Linked DNA regions of Sus scrofa: regions 2 and 3 are each linked to region 1. A link is a contact called in public Hi-C and HiChIP or PLAC-seq data. All regions are on one chromosome and are shown on one strand. The core of a region is the stretch at or near the end of the contact, and the rest is flanking DNA. Distances in the headings are between cores, read along the strand shown. Region 1 holds the start of MLF2 (myeloid leukemia factor 2). Region 2 holds the start of ING4 (inhibitor of growth protein 4). Region 3 holds the start of P3H3 (prolyl 3-hydroxylase 3).

What was found. Hi-C and Micro-C count contacts between places; a contact is called where the count stands out from the background. HiChIP or PLAC-seq counts read pairs in DNA pulled down with a chosen protein or histone mark.
Region 2: a contact with region 1 is called in an H3K27ac HiChIP or PLAC-seq map of alveolar macrophages. The contact joins the promoter of ING4 here to the promoter of MLF2 in region 1. A contact is called at or near these places in 2 of 5 promoter capture datasets (fetal skeletal muscle and liver), 1 of 47 Hi-C or Micro-C datasets (skeletal muscle) and 1 of 2 datasets of contacts at active chromatin or transcription factors (alveolar macrophages).
Region 3: a Hi-C map of brain shows a contact between it and region 1, with 7 times the contacts expected there. The contact joins the promoter of P3H3 here to the promoter of MLF2 in region 1. A contact is called at or near these places in 13 of 47 Hi-C or Micro-C datasets (alveolar macrophages, brain, embryonic fibroblasts and 9 more) and 2 of 2 datasets of contacts at active chromatin or transcription factors (alveolar macrophages and skeletal muscle).

The regions. Positions count from the first base shown.
Region 1 is chr5:63,949,641-63,953,311 of Sscrofa11.1, reverse strand. MLF2 (myeloid leukemia factor 2) reads right to left here and starts at 1,652. Exons shown (of 9, transcript XM_003481695.4): 1 at 1,437-1,652; 2 at 780-857; 3 at 430-556; 4 at 183-218. The coding sequence starts at 829.
Region 2 is chr5:64,025,729-64,029,399 of Sscrofa11.1, reverse strand. It overlaps ING4 (inhibitor of growth protein 4), which reads right to left and starts at 1,611. Exons shown (of 8, transcript XM_021092419.1): 1 at 1,468-1,611. The coding sequence starts at 1,504. ZNF384 (zinc finger protein 384) reads right to left here. Exons shown (of 12, transcript XM_021092415.1): 12 at 3,602-3,671.
Region 3 is chr5:63,883,267-63,886,937 of Sscrofa11.1, reverse strand. P3H3 (prolyl 3-hydroxylase 3) reads left to right here and starts at 1,644. Exons shown (of 14, transcript XM_005652597.3): 1 at 1,644-2,588; 2 at 3,451-3,603. The coding sequence starts at 2,103. It overlaps GPR162 (probable G-protein coupled receptor 162), which reads left to right. Exons shown (of 5, transcript XM_013987412.2): 4 at 63-220; 5 at 464-1,228. The coding sequence ends at 1,015.

The DNA.
Region 1 (3,671 bases), core at 403-2,902:
CCAGTGAGTTGGCATCTTGAACTCACAGGACTCATAGCACACAGCGGGCCCAGGGCTTGTGAACACTATGGGAGGATTCTAGGGTTACTACCCACAAGGCTATTCCAGAGGCACATTTGGAAATAATACCTAAGGGTATAGAGCATGTACGAGAAGGATATTAAGAGAGGAGGAGGACTCACCATTCCCAGCATCCCAAAGGGAGAGACGGCCCCAGGCTACAGGAACACATAAGGAACAAGAATGAGAGACCACTTCCTAGCTCATTACTGTCCCAAACCAAGCCCTCAACAGGGGATCACAAAACCTGTTTTCCAGACCCCTCTGCCCACTTGCTAAGCCGGCCATTGTGCAAGAAAAATCAAGCACTTTGATACAACCACCCTCCAACCTTTCTTCTGGTCTCAGGTCTGTTGCACCACCATTTACCTGCATCCTGCGGCTGGCAGGCCTGGTCCCTGGCATGCTGCCATCTGTGATGCTGAGGAAGGGGCTGTATCCAAAGCCACCCGACAACATCCGGTTCATGTGCTGACGGTGAATGGCAAAGGGGTCCCTGTGCATGGGGTGTATACCGTGTGGGCTTAGAAAGGCCAGCAGTCAACGCCTCCCCGCCCCCGCCAAGAAAACAGCCTTAGGGAACCAGGAGCACAGACTTCCCCTCAAAGTCTGAGCTGGGGCTGAGCAGCAACGGGAGGCCCTGAGTCCATCTGAACTACTCGGAGACCTGATGTGGAGCGGATGCGTGCTCTAGCGCGTGAGGGGGCGGGGATACTCACATCAAGAACATGGGGTCCTCAGGCTCCACGTCCCTCATGAAGCGGAACATCCTGATTTTAGCTCCAGGGGGCTCCACACTGTGAAGATGTGGAGGCTCAGATTTTGGAGGCGGCCAGGCTTTTTTGCACATCCGCTCAGGGCAGGGACTCGCAGAGCACTGTCCCTTCCAAATACTGTAACTGACCTCCCCCCGCCCCCAACTCCACTTGAGACCCTTCTCCAGGTGTTCAACATCACCCTCTAGGGAGAGAAGAGCTTTTCGAACCTCTCTCTGAAAAAGGACCATGGAAAAATTTTCCAAGCCTGTTTTCTGCCTCCCCCACTCATAGTCATCCTCTTCCCAAAGCCCTGGCCAGAAGCATACTCCCCCTCCCCGACGCCACCGTGCCGGAGGCGAATCCCAAGTGCCGGCCCAATAATGACCCCAACCACCCCGCCCCCTCCTCACACCCGGCCGCCGCCAGGCCTCCCCCGGACGGGCCTCACCGTCCTCGCCACGCCTGTCGGCGGCTTCCCCGGCCCCTGCCTCCCCGCCGGGCGAGTAGGAGAGGCGGGCCTGACCCGCTTCCCTCCCCGCATCCCAAGCTCCCGGACCCTCTGCAGCTCAGCGGGCCGTTCCCGCCCCGGACCGGCTGCCCGCTCCGCTCGCGCCTCACCGGTCCCCGATCCGGGCTCAGCGGCCCATCCGGCCGGTCTTGCCTCTCGGGGCGCGGCAGGATCGGGGCTTGCGGCCCGGGACGCGGGATTGGTCCAGGCGTGAGTCCTCGGCCTCCGCGCCGCCTCCTCGCTCAGCTGCCACCTCCTTGCCCCCCCTCGGCCCAAGGATCCCGAACCGCGGCCAGGCCCGGACGGAAGTGACGTCACGATGGGACAGCCCATCCCGGGGCCGAGCCCGCGGAGCTCCGCCCATCAGCGGGCGTGGGCGCCGACGAGGCCGGCTCCCTGGCCGCGGAGTCCTTCTGGGACGAGGGGAGGGGAGACCTCGTTAGTAACCTGGATTTGGGTCCTGTGGACCGGAGGAGGCTCCCTGTTAGTATGTGGAAGAGGAGCAGGGCAGTCCATCCCCCGGGAGGGGAGGAAGAGGACGGGGGCAGATTCCCAGGGGATAGGATGGGCTCCCCGACGAGGTGGGGCGGATCCCCGGGGGAGCATTAAGCAGATTTCTACCGGGGAAGCGATCAACCCGAGAGGGCGGAAGGGCGGCAATTCTGCGGGGGAGGCGCTAGGGCCAGTCGCCCGCAGGAGGAGGTGCGATCCAGGCAGGGGCGGGGTCCCCGGAGTGACGTAGGAGAGGAGGTGACGGTTCCGCCCAGGTTGTCTTCTGGCTTCGAGAACTCAGTTAGGGCAAAGAGATTCCAGTTTGAGGGGCTGGCCGCCAGATGGCGCTCTTCGGCCAGACTGGAACTGCAGCCCATTGGGAACTAGCATTTGAGAGACTCCCGGACCCCACCTCAGTTACCCTGCTGTGAGGGGTCAGACTGGGGAGAGGTCCTAGTTCTGACATCTTTTCGTTTAATGCTACTCTCCCCTTCCTTTTCTCTGACTCCTGTGTCCTCAAGAGCTCCCAGTCCACACTGATCTTTCTTGCCTCTAGTCAGGAAGGTAGGTAGGTCAAGGGTCTAATGTTTTGGAGAGGAGGTGGAGAGCTCCATTAACCCAGATCACCCAGGGGCGGGGTTGGAAAACAGGTCAGGAGACCGACTCTAAGGCCAAAGACTGACACTTTGACACACTAAATGCCTTGCATAAAATCTGGCCCAGCTGGAGAGAAGGGCCCTCCCCCTGGGTGTCAGGATTTGGACTGTCCAGGGTGGACTTTAGACCAGGCTCATCCAAATTCCAGATCTTTTGGTTCTTTACACTGACTGCTGGCTCTGTTCGTGCTTCACAGGGCCTGACAGTGAGAGAGACTTGTTCCCAACCCCAACGCTTCCTTGGGGAAGAGGGGGAAGGTCCCTGGTCACTCAGGAAGAGATAGTGGGAGTGGGGTTTCTCAGGTTTCTTTGGACTTGATCGTTATTAAAGAGGGAAAAAAAGCAGTAACGGAGACATAGGGGGAACGGAGACAGAGAACCTAGAAGCTGGCAAAGCCAAAGAGAAAGACAGAATAAAAGAAAATGTGTTTTCCATTGATATTTCTGGGGAAGAGACTTAGCAGAATCTTTTATCTTCCAGATGCCCTATCTCTGGACATTCTGCCACACGAGTGCCCCTCTTCCTCTTGCCCCCAAACTAGAGCAGTTTGACATGTGATCAAAAGTTGTCCCAGTGACAGTACTGCAGCCCAGACTTAACTAAGTGTGGTCCTCACCTTCCAGCCTCTTCCATTTCATTTCATCATGTCCAGCCTTCAGCGGAATTGGATAAGAGGCAGCTCAGCTTCTAGCCTTCTCCTTTCATCTTTTTCCATTATCCGGTATCCTCTACCTACTGCCTTTGGGTGCCTAGAGCTCTTTCTCTTCTTCTTTCCCAAACTTAAGAATCTGATATCAGTCATTTTTATCTTTTCATGATTTTATTTATTTATTTTTTGGCTGCCCTGGGGCATACGGAGTTCCCAGGCCAGGGATCAGATCCCAGCCACAGATGTGACCTAAGCCGCAGCTGCTTAAACCACTGTGCCGGGCTGGGGATGGAACCTGCATCCCAGAGCTCCCAAGACGCCCTGGTTCCCATTGCACCACAGCAGGAACTCCACCTTTGCATGATTTTAAAGCAAGGACCTCTCTTAGGAGTATTTCCAAATTACAATTTATCTTCTAATGATGAGACAAAGCTCCAAACCTGGGCTCTGTCTCGAGTTAAAGAGAAATCCTTGGACAGGTGGAGATGGAGGACACACAAAAGCTCATTTTCAGAGTCTCCAGCAACATACTATGTCGGCAGCCACC
Region 2 (3,671 bases), core at 362-2,861, 76 kb before region 1:
ACCACTAACCGATCTCTACATTACCAATGTTATTATGCTCTAAGTTATCATATATCAGTTATTTTCCTTTATTAAAAAATCACTATTCAGGAGTTCCCGTCGTGGTGCAGTGGTTAACGAATCCGACCAGGAACAATGAGTTTGCAGGTTCGATCCCTGGCCCCGCTCAGTGGGTTAAGGATCCAGCGTTGCCGTGAGCTGTGGCGTAGGTTGCAGACGCGGCTCAGATCCTGCGTTGCTGTGGCTGTGGCGGAGGCCGGTGGCTACAGCTCTAATCATATGGAACCCCCATATGCCATGGGTGAGGCCCTGGAAAAAGACCAAAACATAAATAAATAAATAATCACTATTCAGAAAATCTGTTGGTTCCTCACTAAACTGCAAGCTTCTTGGCTTGGCTTAAAAGACCTTGCACAACCTGGCCCCAGCCCCCTTCTCCAGTCTTATTTCCCAATCTTACAACTTAGGGTCCTGTATATCAAATACTTTGGCCTCACTTTTGCCTAACCTTGCCACAAACCCGTAACACCTTAGCTGCTGCTTTCCCCAACCTGCGATTCCCTCTCCAACTGGCAAATAAACACTCAGCCTTCAAGATTCTACTCAAACATCACATCCTCTACAAAGCTTTACCTACATCCCCAGGTAATTAGCTCTTTTTTTCTCCAGAGTTAGCAACTTTTAATATATTTCTATTATTTTACCTGTCTCACTGTTTTACAATTATTTATTAACAGAATCTGTGTCCTACTAGTCTATGACCACTTGACAGGGGTTGTGTTTTACTCATTCTTGTATATCTCCAGTACCTGCCATTATATCTGAGCCATAGCAGGACCTCAATAAAAGAATGAATGAATGACTCTCAACACCAAGGCAAATGTAAGCGCTTAGTGGATGACAGGCTCTGTGGAGGAGTGGTTTACACAAATGGCATCAACATAACGCCAGATTTCCACTGGATGGGAACGGGATCTTTACTCCAAGAGCAGACTTCCAGTTCATCATATGACAGTGGTCACTCGTTACCCTCCCATCCCCAGGAGAAGCCACTTCTGCGAAAAAACTGGGCGAAGGAGCCGCGAACAGGTCTTTGTCGCTGTTCCAAAAGGCAGTGGGCGATATACTAAAATGACTAATTTCCGAATGATTTTGAGGAAAACGTATATCCTGAGGCCGGAGACTCTGAAGATGGGGCAGCAGGGATCTTCCCGACTAGGCCCACCCGCCCTTCAAGAGACGTCCCCCAGCCCCACCGCGCAGCCCCTCCCCCGTCTACACCCCAGAGCGAGGCCTCGGCCCCGCTGCCCCGCCCCCTCCTTCTACACACCCTCCACTATTTCCTCTCATGCAACCCTTTACAATCGTGACCTTCTGACCACCCGGACTTCGGGGCCGTAGAGCTTCTCAGCTCCGACACCCCCACCCCCCTGTGACCCCTGACCCCCTCCTTCAGTCTGCTCTTACTGTCCAGATAATGTTCCAAATACATCCCCGCAGCCATCTTGAAGCAAAACAAAGCAACTTCCGCTCCGCCCCGGAAGTGACTGAAGGCGACAGGTCTCGAAGCTGTCCTTCTCGGCCTGGAGTCCTTCCGCCCTCACAAGGGGAACTTCCGGCCTCACTACAGCGCCCGTCTGGCCGCGTCCGCCGAGCGCCCGACCGCCGACCCTCGTCTTTTGCCGGCCGGCGTTGCTTGGGGCCGGCGGCGGCCGGGGGCGCCATTTTGCATTTTCACTTGCACTTCCTTTCCCTCCAGGCGGGGGACGTGCAGGCGTGAGGGCGAGGAAGCTTTTTTCATCAGGCTTTTAGTCCGCAAATAGCCCGTTTCAGCAGCCGGAGAATTTTTGTGTCTCTTGGGATGTGACCTGCGCAGGTGCCTTCTCCCAAGTCGCTAGTTTCTTAGGGAGTTAGGGAGGCGCCCCCGGCGGGGCAAGATTTAAACCCTCCGCACTTCTGTTGACTCGCTCAAACAGCAGCTCCCTAAGGTTATTTTTTAACGTGGAAACAACTCACTATCTATAACCTCTGAGCTACTCACACAATAAAGCTAGGACTCCACGTGTTATGTCAGGGTTCCTCACCTGTCACACTCCTCACTCGTAAAGTGACATAGTACTTCTGGCCTTGCCCCCCTGTTTTGGTCTCCCTTTTTATTCGGGTTTATAGGATGTTAACCAGCCCCATGATTCTGAAAGGATTGGGGCACGCAGCTGTCACAGTTGGGCCAGGTGGATGTCAGCTATCACCCTGGTCCGCTACGGCACAGCGACAGCTAATGCTTCTTCGTCAGGATGAAAAGCCACCAAGTGCATGACAGGCTGGCACCACACTTGGGAACCGGAACCGGAGTGTTAGTAAGACAGTGCTTTGGAGATCGCTGTCGCTCCCAATTCACACCTTCTTGATAATTAGCAATGTGAAGTGGCAGGTTGTCAAACACTTTCAGCCTCATCATTTAGATCAAATATATAAAAAAGAGGCAAGGTGAAATCCCAGACTTACTGCTGACCAGGTGGTAAGATAACAGCAATGAAATCTACAAGATTTCTCTCTTAAGTGCAAGCAGCAGGCCCTTGGGTAATTTAATCTGTGCGCATCTCTATAAAATGACTACCTCACACTACCTACCTCATTGGTTGTTACTCTGAGTGTGAGTGTAACCTTAAAAAGAGGAGATTGTTTGTAATACCTGCGATGAAGTTAGGGCTATCAGTGCCAATTTGACTGTTGGTGAGAACAAGGGTTAAAAGCAGTAAATATTCAGGAAGCTAACACTGCATGTTTGGTCACTTGTGATACATTCATTAGTGTCACACCACAGAGTGGGACCATCTTGGACGCCCACACAAGAGCCCAGGCCCTAAATTAAGAGGTATTATTTCATTGCCTACCCGCATGCAGCCAGGTAATGAGCAGAGGCCCGGCAGTCCCACAGAGGATAGCCACGTTGTCAGATGCGGGAACTTTGCCACAACTTTCTCAGTGCTTAAAGATTTTTAATTCTCAAAAAGGAATCTTGGAGGTGATCTAGCCCAATCCCTTCATTTAACAGCTGCAGAAGCATCTCGGCCAACACTGGTTGCTGGGAGATCAGGGCTGAAGTCCAGGTTCCCGACCACACTCTATTCCTCAGCACTACAACTGTGCGGTGTCCTTCAATCCAGGTTATGACCTCCACCACTGGAAACCTCTGGATTTAGGTGCCACAGGATGTGCCAAGTGGAAGCAGCACTGAGCCCAGGGATGCTCTGGCAGGAGTGCAGTTCCTTCCAGGAGGCTGTGCTTCCATTTCTTTGATACGGAGTTTTGTGGCCGTCTTGACAGTGACACGTGCCTGAGACCCTGTTCTCACATTATTAGGCCAACACAGTCCTCACGACAGGATGTGTGTGTAGAAACCTTCATAAACCAAGCTTTCACTGCAGAAATATGGAAGCTGTACCCCTCCATGGCTGGGGATATGCACGCAGCCCCAACACACAGCATTCGTTCTGCACATTCACACACTCTTACTGCATATCCTCAGTACCAGCCTTGACTCTCTCCCCAAACAGCTGTTTCCCATGCTCACTCACATCAGTAGCTCCACTGCCTCTGATCCTTTTACACGAATTTATTTCTACACAAGGTTCTAAAAACACCCCTTGGTTTTGTACATAAGATTTTCT
Region 3 (3,671 bases), core at 395-2,894, 66 kb after region 1:
ATGAGGGGGTTGGGGGGTGGGTATTCCCTGCTTGTAACCACTCTGCCCCTTTTATCTCCTAGATGGGGGCTGTGATGACTATGCAGACGGCCGAGTGTGCAAAGTTCGCTTTGATGCCAACGGGGCCACAGGACCAGGGGGCAGGGACCCCGCCCAAGTGAAGCTGCTGCCTGGAAGGCACATGCTTTTTCCCCCTCTTGAGAGGGTCCATTACTTACAGGTATGGGACGAGGCCATACACCTCCGACTGTGGGTATCCCCTCCCTCCTTTTCTGCAGTCTCTCATCCCTCCCTAGTCCGGGCCTGCAGGGCACAGACCTGCCAGAAGCCGGCTCGCCCATCAGAGGCGTTTTTTTGCGAAAGTGTAGGGGTGGAGCCACTTGCAGAGAGTCCCCGTTTCAGTTTCTGCCTCTGCCCCCTTTGTCCCTGCAGCACCTCTGGGTCTACTTCCTCCTCTCCCCAGGTCCCTCTGGCCCGCCGTCTGTCCCATGATGAGACCAACATCTTCGCTACTCCTCGGGCACCAGGCTCCTTCCTGCACAAGTGGTCATCCTCTGATGACATCCGGGTCCTCCCAGCCCAGAGCCGGGCCCTAGGGGGCCCTCCTGAGTACCTGGGACAGAGACAAAGGCTGGAGGATGAGGAGGATGAGGAAGAGGCTGAAGGTGGGGGGCTGGCCAGCCTCCGCCAATTCCTGGAGGGTGGGGTTCTGGGGTCAGGTGGGGGACCTCCATGGGGTCCAGGCTTCTTCCGAGAGGAGATCACCACCTTCATTGACGAGACGCCTCTGCCTTCTCCGACTGCCTCGCCGGGGCCCTCTCCTCGCCGGCCCAGGCCCCTGGGCATCTCACCCCGCCGACTCTCCCTTGGGTCCCCTGAGAGCAGAGCCATTGGACTTCCTTTGGGCCTAAGTGCAGGGCGACGCTGCTCCCTGACAGGAGGTGAGGGGGGCGCACGAGCTTGGGGAGGATCCTGGGGCCCAGGTAACCCCATCTTCCCCCAGCTGACCCTTTGAGCCCAAGTGGGCCTGCTGGACTGAGAGGAGGTGGGGCTGGGTGGGTAACACCTCGTTCTATACCTGAGCCTAAGGCGGCTGCCTCCAGACTCTAAGGAGATGGGCTGGATCGGGGGCCCTGGAACTCCTGCTGTCATCCCGTCACCGGATGCCCAGCTCACCTTCCGTCATCCCTAGCAAAATGTATTAAAGTCTGAAGTGTTACCATGAAAACCTCTGTGTCCAGTGTGCTGTGGTGGCAAAGGGGATGGTCAGAGGCTTGGGGAGTGGAATGGCTCAGAGAGGACAAAACAGAGCAGAGACAGTGGACAGAGGCGCAGAAATATACACAGAGGAAGAGAGACACGCGGACAACACAGAGACAGGCTTAGGAGGGCATCTCCTGCTGGGGTGGGGGGTATGGGGAGACTCTTGAGCTTGCTGGTTTTGGGTGTGAAGGATATTTGTTGAGATCGTAGGGGTGGTTTTACAGGACATCTCTACCTCCCATGCTTCAGCTTGCCTCCTTTTCCCAAATCTGTGTGTGCCCACTTTCTGGGCAGGAAAGGGTTTGGGCAGACTTGGTGTCACAGGCCTGGAGTTTATCCTCCCCCCTGCTGCATTCTAAAGCTCTTTTTCCAAAAGCCTGCGTGGGTGGCTGGGTGTGTGGGAGGCAGGCACGCTCCCTTTCCTGGACTCTAGGCTGGAGGGGAACATTGCTGCAGTAGGTACTCCCGCCCCAAGGGCCTCTGGAGTTGGAGTCCGGAGTCCTAAGAGGCTCCTCAGGGTGCCTTAGGCCTGCTCCAGTGCCAGCCATCGGCTCCGCTCGCTCCACGGTCTGTTTCTCGTCCCTGCCACCTCGCTTATCCTAAAGCCCGCTTCACCACGTTCTGCCAGGCGTTCTCTGACTCCTGTCTCCCAGACCGGCCTCTCCCAGGGTTGTCTCGGCTCCATCAGCGCCGGTCGGTGCCGCTCTTTCCTCCCCTCTTCCTCTCCTCCCTCCTCTCCATCTCTCCTTCCTTTCCCCTCCCTCTCCCTTCCCCCTTTCCTCCCTCTCCCTCTCGGCTCCCGCAGTTCCCTCGGGCAGCCGGCCGGCGGCTCTGACACGATGCTCCGGCTCCTCTGGTTGTTGCTGCTCCTGCTGCTGCTGCCTCCCCCGGGGTCCCCCGAACCCCCCGGCTTGGCCCCGCTGTCCCCGGGGGCGCCCCCTCAGGCCCCCGACTTGCTCTACGCCGACGGGCTGCGCGCTTACGCGGCCGGGGCCTGGGCGCCGGCTGTGGCTCTGCTGCGGGAGGCGCTGCGGAGCCGGGTGGCGCTGGGCCGCGCGCGGCGGGACTGCCAGGAGCGCTGCGCCGCCGAGCCGGGGGCCGCGCTCCCCGCCCTGCTCGCCGCTGCCCCGGGGCCCGGAGCGGCGCGGGGCGCCTGGGAGCCGCTGCTACTCCGTGCCGCGCTCCGGCGCGCCGAGTGCCTGACCCAGTGCGCCGCGCGGAGGCTGGGCCCGGGGGGCGCGGCGCGGCTCCGCGTGGGGAGCACGCTCCGGGACGCCTTCCGCCGCCGGGAACCCTACAACTACCTGCAGAGGGCCTACTACCAGGTGCGCGGCCCCAGGGATCCCCCGCCCAGCTGCTGTCCTCCTCCCGCTCCCGGGAGGGGCGGCGTGCCAGCGCCCGGACTCGGGTGGGGCCGTGCTGATGGGACCTCTCCCTTGGAGTCGTTCATATCAAACCGCGGCAAGCACCCATCGAGGTGGCAGAGGGACAGCCTCGGGAGAGTGGGAGCAAAGTTGGAATGGGCGTCCTGCCTCGGGGTGGAAGTAGAAGACGGAGGGGCCTGGAGTTCTAGGAAGTCTTACTGGGACCTTCGTGGGGTGACAGCCGCCCCTTCCTGGGAACGAGGCGGAGGGGCTAGGGACTGGAGAGCATGAGGGCGGGGGTGGGGGGTGAGTGTGAACCTCCACTTCTGGGCAGGAGAGAGCTTCGGCAAAGTAAGAAGAGGGAGGCAGGGCTGAGGGGCCCGGTGTCCTGGGGGCGGGGGCAGTGGACACTGCGCAGCTACTGGTACGGTAGCTATTGCCTACTAATGCCTACGTGGCCGGGGAAGGGGGGCGCTGGTCACCCACACCTCAGCCCAGGGTCCTAGAGACCTGCGGCTTTTGCTGGTCGCTCAGGTCAGCCCCATGTCCCCATGTCACTCAGCCATTACTTCCACCTTATCTCCCAGACTTCAAACCCAGATCCCTCTGCCCATATCCCACCCATTCCATTCTTCAGACCCCTTCTTCTTAGCTACCAGACTCCTGATTGTCCCAACATACTGGGGGTCTGGAGATTGGGAGGTGGGCTGTTCTGAAGGCTCTTGGGCAGTGCCAGGGGCATCTGGGGTGGGCAGGCTGGGAAGGGGGCAGAGTTTGACCCCCCCACCTCAGGGCTGACTCCCTCATCCTTCTCGATTCTCAGCTCAAGAAGCTGGACCTGGCCGTGGCCGCAGCGCACACCTTCTTTGTAGCAAACCCCACACACCTGCAGATGCAGGAGGACATGGCTAAGTACCGACGGATGCCTGGGGTTCGGCCCCAGAGCTTCCGAGACCTGGAGACGCCCTCATATTGGGTAAGACCCTCAGCATGACCCGTGTCCCGCTCCCAGCCCTTGGCTGGGTACACAGGCCTCACTGGACT